Regions from separate parts of the Rattus norvegicus genome. Here region 2 is linked to region 1. A link is a contact called in public Hi-C data. All regions are on one chromosome and are shown on one strand. The core of a region is the stretch at or near the end of the contact, and the rest is flanking DNA. Distances in the headings are between cores, read along the strand shown. Region 1 holds the start of Cep83os (centrosomal protein 83, opposite strand). Region 2 holds the start of Plxnc1 (plexin C1).

What was found. A called contact is a pair of places that touch in the nucleus more often than the background predicts.
Region 2: a contact with region 1 is called in a Hi-C map of Schwann cells, with 3 times the contacts expected there. The contact joins the promoter of Plxnc1 here to the promoter of Cep83os in region 1. A contact is called at or near these places in 2 of 12 Hi-C or Micro-C datasets (Schwann cells and hepatocytes).

The regions. Positions count from the first base shown.
Region 1 is chr7:31,164,520-31,169,604 of GRCr8, forward strand. It overlaps Cep83os (centrosomal protein 83, opposite strand), which reads right to left and starts at 2,677. Exons shown (of 3, transcript NR_132625.1): 1 at 2,297-2,677. Cep83 (centrosomal protein 83) reads left to right here and starts at 2,848. Exons shown (of 16, transcript NM_001014266.2): 1 at 2,848-3,116.
Region 2 is chr7:31,428,301-31,433,385 of GRCr8, forward strand. It overlaps Plxnc1 (plexin C1), which reads right to left and starts at 2,305. Exons shown (of 31, transcript NM_001426988.1): 1 at 977-2,305. The coding sequence starts at 2,038. It overlaps LOC120093559 (a long non-coding RNA gene), which reads left to right and starts at 2,404. Exons shown (of 3, transcript XR_005486865.2): 1 at 2,404-2,533; 2 at 3,724-3,809; 3 at 4,686-5,085.

The DNA.
Region 1 (5,085 bases), core at 1,427-3,926:
CCGGAGCTGAGGACCGAACCTAGGGCCTTGTGCTTGCTAGGCAAGCACTCTACCACTGAGCTAAATCCCCAACCACCCCGGCTGTTTTTTTAAAAAGAGAAAGTTGTCTGTTTCATTTTAATTATTACTAGCATAAGTGACCCAAGTATCTCTTTAAATTCCACATAGTTCTATTAGCACTGGGACTTAATAGTGTGTGAATTTACAAATGCATAACGAATGATGGAAGAGAAAGGAAATGTGTAATACATAGCAGAAAGATAAATGTAAGGAGAATGCAAAAGTAATCCAGTGGCAGAGGGAATTACAAGATAATAAAAAATACCTGACTGACAGAGAATACAGGAGTGGGAATCAAGATATGTGATGAGTTAGTGATCAGGTCTGCAAGTAAGTTATAGTAAAATTTATGGAAGAAAAAAAAAAAAAAACAAAACCCAAAACCCAAAAACAACCTGTATTCAGATTCCAAGGTCGCATACTTGTGTAGGCCTACAGTTCATGCTTCTTTCCCTGCACATCTTTAATTAAAAAACATAACACGACCTCACTTTCATAAAATAACCAATTTATAAATTCAAAAAAACCTTATACAAGGTTAAAACATCCAAAAGATAAAACGCAGTCTCAGTCTTTTCAGTTTTGTACTCATATTTCTATTCATCCACATATGTGAATTCATATTCTGTACACTGTGATCTGTAGTTTGCTCTTTCTTTTGGACAAATAGGACCCAGAGTCCATGGACATATATAATACAATGCTTTGATGGGCCAAGAGTATTCTATTGTCTGCACACACCATAATTCTCTTCTGTTCTAGTGATAATATACACTGAATATGGAATATAACCGTGGCAAGATCCTCAGGAATCTTGTTGTTTTAAGTGGGACAGAAGATGATGCTTATATTAATAAATCAGGATGGACTGTTATTGTCCTCACACCAGTAGTCACAAAGGGATTGTATTTTCACGGCTCTGTCAATACCGATAAGCAAATGAAATGTTTGGAAGGTAGACAACTTTTCATTTATTAACTGGGTGTTTTTTCTTGGAATCACGATATATATGGATTATTTTCTCTTTTGAGTCAAACTCCTACCCCAGTAGCTAGAGTGCCGGGATTACAGACATGTGACACTTCTCTTTTGTCAATTTTTATATTTAGGTGTTGAAATTTATAATTGATTTTCTAAGAGGTGTATGTTGGGAATAATTTTTCTTTGCAAATGTATGGATATATTTTTCTATAGTTCACTATTTTCAGTTTTGAGGGTGTATTACAATCTTAGTTGTTTCTTATAGTTTCATACTTGGAAAGGACCTTTCTAACCTCAAGGTTATCTATGTATTCACCTTGAATTTCTACTTAAAAATATGACTACTTTTACTGTGTCTTTGTGTGGGTAGGTGTACATAAGTGTAGGTGCTCTGAGGCCAAAGGTATTGGATCCCCTGAGAGCTGTAGTTAAAGGCAGATTAGAGCAGCACGAACTAGGTTCTAGGACCTGAATATAGGTCCTTGGGAAAGCAGCAAGCATTCTAAACACTGAGCCATCTCTCCACAACGGATTTTCCCATGTTTTTAATGGTTTAATTTTTTTCTTTTAAGTGTTCATCTAGCATTTACTCTTGTGTGAGAAATAAAGCTTTTCTTCACTCGCTAGTCATTTCTCCAGTCTTCTCACTTTCCAGTGATTTATTTTTTTTAACGGATACTTTCACTGTTTTGATTTGATCTCAGGATCTGGGGAAACCATAAAACATAGTTGAATCTACAGAACTAGGGGTTCAGATAATCTCTAAAAATGCCGCGGCACTTGATATAGGTGTTCAGCAAATTTTTACTGTCAATGTCACACACACAGACTAATGCTTTCTCCATTCTGATTGTGAATGTGTCTCCCGCGTGTCTCCTTTATATAACCCACCCATAATAGTATGCACTTCTATTTCAAGAAAAATGCGACAGCTCAGTTACCATCTACCCAGAGGCTGGATATAGTTATCTCATGGGCAAACATAAGCTGTGCTTCACAATACATAGTCAAGATCCAAGCCCACACAGTAAGGAGGCATTCAGCAAACATGGGTATAGACCGGACGCCTGTTTCTCCCATCGCCTACCTTGAAACGCTGTAAGCCTGGTTTATTTCAGCCTTTAGGTCACAAATATCAAAGCTGTCACCAAGTGTCAATTTAGTTAGCAGCATGGAGACTAGGAGCTCGCCCTGTTATACACCTAAGAGTAGATGGGCTTACAGGACGGAACTGGGGCAGGAAGGGGGTCCTGACCTGACTTCCCTGTTGGCAAGCTGAGGCGACTCCGTACTTGCAGGCTGACTGGGTGCCAAAGCCAGAAAACCCGCCCAGCAGGCATGATGACAGGCGGGCAGTGATAGAGGTGGCGGCTAAGAGCACCATCCAAGCTCTCAGAGAAGGAAGTGTAACCTGGGCGGGACAAGGGCAGGGAGTCCCTCAACCCACGGGGAGTCGGGCGTGAGGCGAGACCTGCCGTTTCCCGGGCTCGCGGGCTTTGGTGTGGCCCACAGGGCCGTCCCAGAGTGGCGTCCGCACTTTTCCCACAGTAGCAGCGGCTGCCCGCGCAACCGTCGCCCGCTTTCCTCACCAACGGCTCGGGCCCTGGGGCGGTGCGCAGTGCCGATGACGTAGCACGGGGGCGGGACTTCCTGCCGCGCGCGCCGCCGCGGCTCGGGACCAGGTCTGCTCTGGAGTGGCGGGCGGCGGGCTGAGGGGGCGGCGTGTCTGCTGAGGAGGCCGGGCCGCAGAGGAGGAGCCGGGCTTGCAGCCGCCGCCCTCTCGGCCCTCCGAGTTTCCCGGGCTACCTCAACCTTCCCTAGGAGTGGGTGCCCTCGGGTACAGCCCGGCTCGTTGGCTTGTCTCCACCCCCGCGGCGGGAGCGGCCGCCTGGACCGCTCCAGACGTGGCGGGCTGGGCCGACACCCCAGCCGGTGGGACCGTCTGGACCCCTCGGCCCCAATGCCTGAGCGAGCAGAGCGGTGTGGGTGGCGGTGGTCGGAGCTGTGCCGGGGACCCAGGGGGGCGAGCGCGGCTGCTGTGCTAGGGCACGCTGCTAGGACCGTGTGTAAGTTTGGTAAGTCACCTCGCTTTCTAGGCATGCTGGGCGTCTGCTTGGAATCCTGCAGCACTCCTCCGCGTCCGCCCTTGAACCCCGGTTTTGTTTCCTGGTGAAGAAGTGGAAGCGCGTGTTAGGAAGGCAGGCCCGGGTATTTTTTTAAAGCACGTGAAACTCCTTTCCCGGCTTTTTGGTGCACTGCGGCATGATAGCTAGCAGAGTAATGGGGTTAATGTAAAACACCTCCAGTTTAATTTGTGACGGAAAAACTACGCTGTCGTCATTTTTCCTTGCCCTTAAAGATAGTTGTAGCAGTTTGTTTGCGGATGTTGCCGAGGTAAGGTCTGAAATGTGGGAAGTGTATTTTGGGCTTGGTACTTTGACAAGTTCTAAGTCCAGTTTCTGAGTACAATAAAAGGACACTAGGCTTTTTAAAAATGCCCTAGAGGGCATTTAAATGTCTTTAAAGACAGCTTTAAAGTCTTACCTTCCAATTATCAGGCCACTTCTATTCAAAGATGTTGAGGATAAGGATAAATTTGTTCCGATTTTTTTAATATGTAATTTTTTTAATATGTAATTCATTATAGGATCAGGCTGTTAGTATAAAGTACTAAATTGAGATCTAAAGAACTAAGTAGGTTAAAGCTGTGCTTCTGTTACCAAGCAACATCATCGTAAACAAGTCTAATATTCAACTAGAACATAAGTAAATGTGGCCTGTTAATCTGAGTTTGGAGTTCTCCAGATTTATGCTTATAGGTGGTTATGTTTGTCGCTTTTTGTATTCAGATTTGATTCCAAGTCAGTTTTATTTAGAATTATTAGAATGCTTTGATTTTTCTGTTGTCACACAAGACTCTTTGGAGAGTTGGAAAGGGATTTGAGTTCCTTTTGGTTGTTATTTATCCCAGAGTACGCTGGGTGTTTCTCTTTGAGTATTTCCTTTCTAATGAGATAAAATATGCTGGCTGTATTTAATAATATTCTCAAATAACACGATGATAGCAATTTAAGTTACATTTGAGAGATGGCAAAACGGTATAAGTTTTTAAGCCTTGGTTTAACAATAGCCTTGGTCTCCACTTGTTGAACCCTTAAAATATATAACTTGAGTGGTAAACTAAGTTTTTAATTTAATTTACTTTATTAAGTGTTCTATATGGTGGGGAAAGCATTTAAGACATAGTCTAGCTTTGTATCCCAGGCTTACTTTGAATTGGCAATTCTTTTGCCTCAGCCTCCTGGTCCAGGACTGAATGAGAATGAGTCTATAGCTATTCCCAGGTATGGTTGAGGAGAAGGATTTTCTGTAGGTGTAAAGGAGAGAACAGCCAGAGGCGTCAAGAAGGGTCTAGACTAAACATGACCAACAGAATAGATGGTGCCATGAGAGGAGAATGGGGGGAGAGCAAGAAAGGAAAGAGGAGAGAGGTCCAGGAGTGGAGTGTAAAGCAGAACCAAGAGTCAAGAGAGTAAGTAGTCAAGTTGACTGAGGTTATATGGAAAGAAGCTAGGGGAAGGGAAGGGAAGGGAAGCTCAGGGGCTGGAGAGGTTTAGGGAAGGGGTCTGGGGAGGGTATGCCAGCCAGGGTATGTAGCAGGTACTTGTGAGTAGGGAGGGATTGAGGGAGCCTAGAGGCTGGCAGAGATCTCAATGTGCTTATAGGCACCTCAGGCTTAGGTTTATGGAACAGCCTTGGGTCCTTTTTGCCAGAGTTAAGAAGAATGACCCCCTTTAGCTTGTAGGAACTATCTTACGTTTTTGTCTAAATGCCAAACTTTGGGAAAAGGAGTTTCTTGGGACCTAACGGGGAGGGGACCACAAGCCTCAATGATTGGCTTAAATGATCTTTTTGTTGTTGTTTGCCTTTTTATTTTTATTTATTGTTGTTTGAAGTTGAAGCTTGGTCTTGTAACTTTGCTCAGGCTGATCTGGAGCCCACTATGTCTTCTCATTAACTTTAAACATCCAGCAATTCTTGTGG
Region 2 (5,085 bases), core at 1,055-3,554, 260 kb after region 1:
GGCTTCCCTCTCAGGAGCCATATGCAGAGTTTCTTGCCAGCAGCCTTGGGAGGGCAAAAGGCCTCTGCAGAAGTACACAAAGCCTCCATAATCCCCATCAACTAGACCCTCTTGAACTGTCGCTTTATTTTCCGGTCAAAGAACTGTCAATCTCGAGATTTCAAGCTGTGGCTGCCCTGTGAGCCCTGAGGGAAAACCTGTGTCTTTTGCTCTGGTTTAGGCACAGCTCGAGGGTGGTGCCAGAGAGCCCCGCAATCTAGTCTGGAAATCTACAGCCCAGAAACTGCCTGGAGCACCCCAACACTTTCCACCTCCCCGGCTCTTCTTTTTCAGGGCGAGGCTTTGTACACCATAAACTGCCTCCCGTTTCCTCGGGTTCCCTCCGCCAGGTTGAGACCACAGCCACCCTAGGCCAGCCACCCTCGGCCAGCCACAGCCCCGCCCCCTCGCACTGGGTCAGGCTGGGCGGTCTGCGAGCGGCTTTTGCACGGTAGCATTTATTAACCAGTGCGGAGCAGGCCACAACTGTACAGACCACATCATGTAGGTTGCAGCCAGAGATTGGGGGGTGGCGTGGGGGGGCACAAAGGCCGAGTGGGGTGTGGCGGCGAGTCCTTTAGGTTCGTTAGCTTTTCTGAGAGGGCATCAGGAACTGTTAACCCACAGGGTCAAGCCCACTTGCCCACTGAGACTCCAGTCTGGAGAAGCGGTTAGGAACTGAGGGTGGCGTTGGGAAGCTCAGTCCCAAACAAGCGCCCGCATTTGTACTAAAAGGAAATGAGAGGCAGCCACTAGAGTTTTGAACCTCCCTCCAATCCTCCCCGCTACCCCGTCACCGTTTCTACACGCTCCCTTTGGGGACCCCAGACTGTGCTTTTGAGTAGCCTGCAGTCTCGGTCAGTCGGTGGCGATGTGAACCTTAGACTTGGTAAATGTCACCCAAGTCTCCAATCTGAGCCCCCGGGGCAGGACTTACGCAGTTGTGCTCAGTCGCCTGAAAGTCCCAGCTGCAGCTCCTGGCGCGCGCCTGGATCTCACTCATCCTGAAGAGGCAGAGAGCCGTGGTGGCGGGGGAGCGCTTCTCCTGGCCCTCTCCAGTGGCCGCGCTGAACACGCCGGCCCAGATGTCCACAGCCTCCACCAGACTGGAGGAAAGCAGCAGGCGGCGGCCCTCGGGGTGGCCGTGGCCGCAATCGAGGGCCGCCTGGCCCTGGAATAGCACCTCTGTGCTCTGCGCGATGCGCGCCATGCTGGGCCAGCCGGTGGCAGCGCCACTTGTGTAGTTGTAGGGATAGTAGGGGAAGTAGACACTGCCGTTCCAGAGAAAGGCGTCCACGAAGTGCAGGCTGCCCGCACTACCGCGCAGTTTCAGGCGGCCCAGCTCCTGCGTGGCCAGACTGCGCCCCTCCGTGTTCTTGAGCGCGATGGCCGTGTCGCGATCAGATGCCGCGGGGTTGCAGCGATTCGCGGTCTCCGGCTCCGGCAGCACATAGGTGGCGGCTACCGCCAGGTACCAGAGATCGGTGCCACTCGCGCGGTACACCACACCGGCCGTCGAGCCCTGCGGGTGACACGACACCACCTCGGTGCCGTTGCGCAGGGAGCTGCGGTTAAGGTTGCCCAAGGGCCGCACCTCGCAGGCGCCCCGGTCGAAGGTCCAGCCGGTGAGCAGCAGCCCCTCGAGACCGGTCGCCCCCTCGCGGTAGGGTAATAGCAGCTTGCTGAAGCTGCTCCCGGGCCGGGGCCGCGCGGGGGGCGCCAACGAGACAGGCTCGGTGCAGTTGCCCGCTTGGTCCCGGTATAGGCGGGAGAGCCTGTTCTTCAGGCTGTAGTCCAGCTGGTCCAGGCAGCTGCCGCTCGCCACGAACACGCCGTCCGCTCGGCTCGCCGCTATGGCTCCGATGGCTTGCTCAGATCGCCACACCGGCTCGTCCGCGCCCCGGGCGGGAACCGCCAGTGCCAGCAGATAGGCGATCAGGGGCAGCGGTGCGGCAGGGTACGGGGGGCGCGGCGGCGCCTTCCTCCGGGAGACCTCCATGGGGCTAGGGGGGCCGCCCCCGGGCAGGGCGCGCGGCGGCTCGGGCGGCTCAGGCGCGCGGCGACGGAGACGCGGGCGGCGGCGGCGGCGGTGGCGGCTCCTGCGCGCGCTCGGGCTCCCGCGGCCGCCCCATCCCCGCGGCTCGGCCGGGAAGGAGTGCAGGGAGGACGACGCGCGGCGGGCTCGCTCCGGCAGCCTGTGCCGCGGCGGCAAGCCTTGCGCGCTCCGGAGACGCTTCCTCCTCGTCCGCCTTCGCCGGAGAGTTCCTCTGTGCGGCGCGGGCGCTCGCGGGGAGGCGCGGAGGGGAAGGGAGGGGACGGGCGGAGGGGAGCGAGGCGGGCGGGGAGGGCTGGAGAGGTTGGGTGCGCTTGTGCGTTTCACTTTCCCATTGTGAAAGTGGGATGCAACTGGCCCCTTCCTCATCCTCTTCCTCCTCCGCCCTCCGCCTCTCGCCCGCCCTCCCTCCACGCCCATCTCCCCTCCCTTCTTGATTCGGTGAGATCGGGAGGAGGGAGGTCTCGTAATTTGGGTTACTGTGTAGGTGGCCTCTTTCATCTATTCATAACAAAGCTGAGCCGCCTGCCGCGGCCGCCGCGGCTGCCACCATCGCCCCTTGCTCGTCCCGGGTTCCCCCGGGCGCCGGAACCCGGCACAGAGCTGGCTCCCGCGCTCTCCAGCCCGCGGGGCTGCTCCAATGCCCGGGTTTTGTTTACGAGAGCAGCCCCGGGCAAATGCGAGGCTCGCGGAGCCAGGACCCAGGGTCGAATGGGTTGCAGCGGAGGCCCTGGGCTCCAGCCCCTGGGAGACTGCCAGGGCTTGCTGACAGGTGTGGATCGGCGGGAGGGAGGCCTTCAGAGATGCGCTTGGGGAGCTGCGGCCAAGCGGGAGGCGGCTGAGGGGGACCAAGACGCCCCTGTGAAAGGGGGTGGGTTTCCCTGGGTCAGAGTGAGGTGGGAGAAAGGCGCCACACGCTCGTTGCGGACAATCCCTCGGGCCAGAGCTCTCATATTTGAAAAGGCTCCCTAGTCTCCCTTGGCAACGGAGTCCTAGGCTCTCAGATCTAGCACTTAGAAAGTTCTGCTCACTAGCTAACCCTAATGACAAAAGCTAGCATTTATTGAGAACTCGCTACGATCTGGGCGTAGTTCTAAATGCACCATGTCGATTTTGATTCACTTAATGCTCAGGGCAACGGTGACTTTGACCATCCCTACTCAGTGTTGGAGAATAGTTTTGGAACCCACCAGGATACAACTGTTAGCAAATAGCACAGCAGAGATTCGAACCACACCTCATGCCAGGGCCTGTCACAGGATTCTTGCTAGTTCAGTGCCACCTGTGGCCACTGAAACACTCCCCAGAGAATAAAGGCAAAAGTACATTGGGCTCAACAACCAGGGCTCCCATCTCAGTCCAGTGCTCTTCTGTTTCCAGAGGGTCTCCTTTTGCCACTCTTTCCCAATTCATCCAGGTAGCAACTGTCAGCTGATTTGTCCCCTTCTCCCCTCAAGCCACCAAGAATTTCTGGAAGAGAAAATCACTGCTCTGGGGAGCAGGCAGGTTCATGTTTTCTCAGAAGTGGGCTTCCCAGAGGCAAGCATTGGTGCCTCTAACTCTGTGGCAAATGGAGAGGGAGCTAAAGACCCTTATTGGGTCCTTAAGAAATGATCTGCACTCCTTCCTAGATCTTTTCCACACCACGGACCCGCAACTGGTTGCTGTGTGTTCTTCCCTTCTCACCCCAAGTCGGCCCAGCTCTGGATAGGAATCGGTATGTTTTCAGGGGGCATTGCTGAATGAGCTTCCTCATGGGTCAAATCTTGCAGAGCCTGACAGCTGTGACAGGTTTCACTCTTCCACGGAACTGATTAGATGCCCCCCCACCTCGTCCCCCTCCCCCACTGCTGAGAGGGGCGCCAGGAAAGGCAGAAGAGAGAAGTGGGCAAGAAGCTTGAAAGTCTAACCCAGAGGAGCGGCTGAAGTATTAGGAGTGAGTGTAGCTCAGTGAAAGAGAGTTTGAGCCAGGTCTGGACTTCCATTCTCTGCTGTACACATACACACACACACACACACACACACACACACACACACACACACACACACACACCATTCCTTCAGCAGTGGCTTTCAAAAGCTGGGCTCCAAGGCCATTTTTCCACGTGCAACCGCCTCGATGGGGACTAGCTATCGTTTCTGCTGCTGCTGGGCAGTGCCAATGCTCTCAGATGTTAGATGGAGGTCACCTCTTCTGTAGTGACAGAAAGAAGAGGAGAGAAAGGGGGAGCAGGGAATGTAGGCCTAGGTTGATGCTAAGACGGACCTCTTAAGTGAAGCAACTCAAATGGCTTACTTGCTTAAAAAATCCCCCTCCCCATTCTCCACCACTTGTAATATTTTAAGGATTTTTTTTTGCATCACTCAAAACAGAAAAAAAAAAAAAGGAAACAACAAAATAACCCTCTCCGGAAGTGCACTGACCCCTCTCCAACATAGTAGGACATGCATGCATCAGGCTTCCTAAAGTTTCCCTGTGGTTGATTCGTGAATGGGCTGTGGTGGTGTTCTGGGCCGAGAAGCAGCATTCAGTTCCATTCTGGAGATAACTCTTTCTTCCCTGGTAACCAAGCCATTTCCCTAACCCCCACAGTGTTGCTACAGTCAGTTGCAGACTATCTTGGAAGCTATTTGGATCAAGCTTACTCCACGGCATCCTGGCACGTTGACCACTGCTCAATTCTTTGCTGCTGCACTTTGAGAGAAGAAGAAACAGCATCCTGCAAAAATTATCTGCAAGGCGTGGAAAGGACTCTGGTGGTCCTGGCATCTCCTTAGTTTGCTGAGACCATAAGCGCTATTCCGGCAAGCAGGCTTTCTCTCTACTCCCGTTTAATTGTGTGCAGACTCCTGTAGTGGGAGAAACCGGAATCCGTGCTAACTTGTTGGCATGACAAATACAGGCCATTAAGAAACCTGGAAACAGGTTCTTGGCCGTTCCTACCCCATTTTGAGCAAATGCCTTTGCCCCTTCCCAATTTTCTCGTGTACTA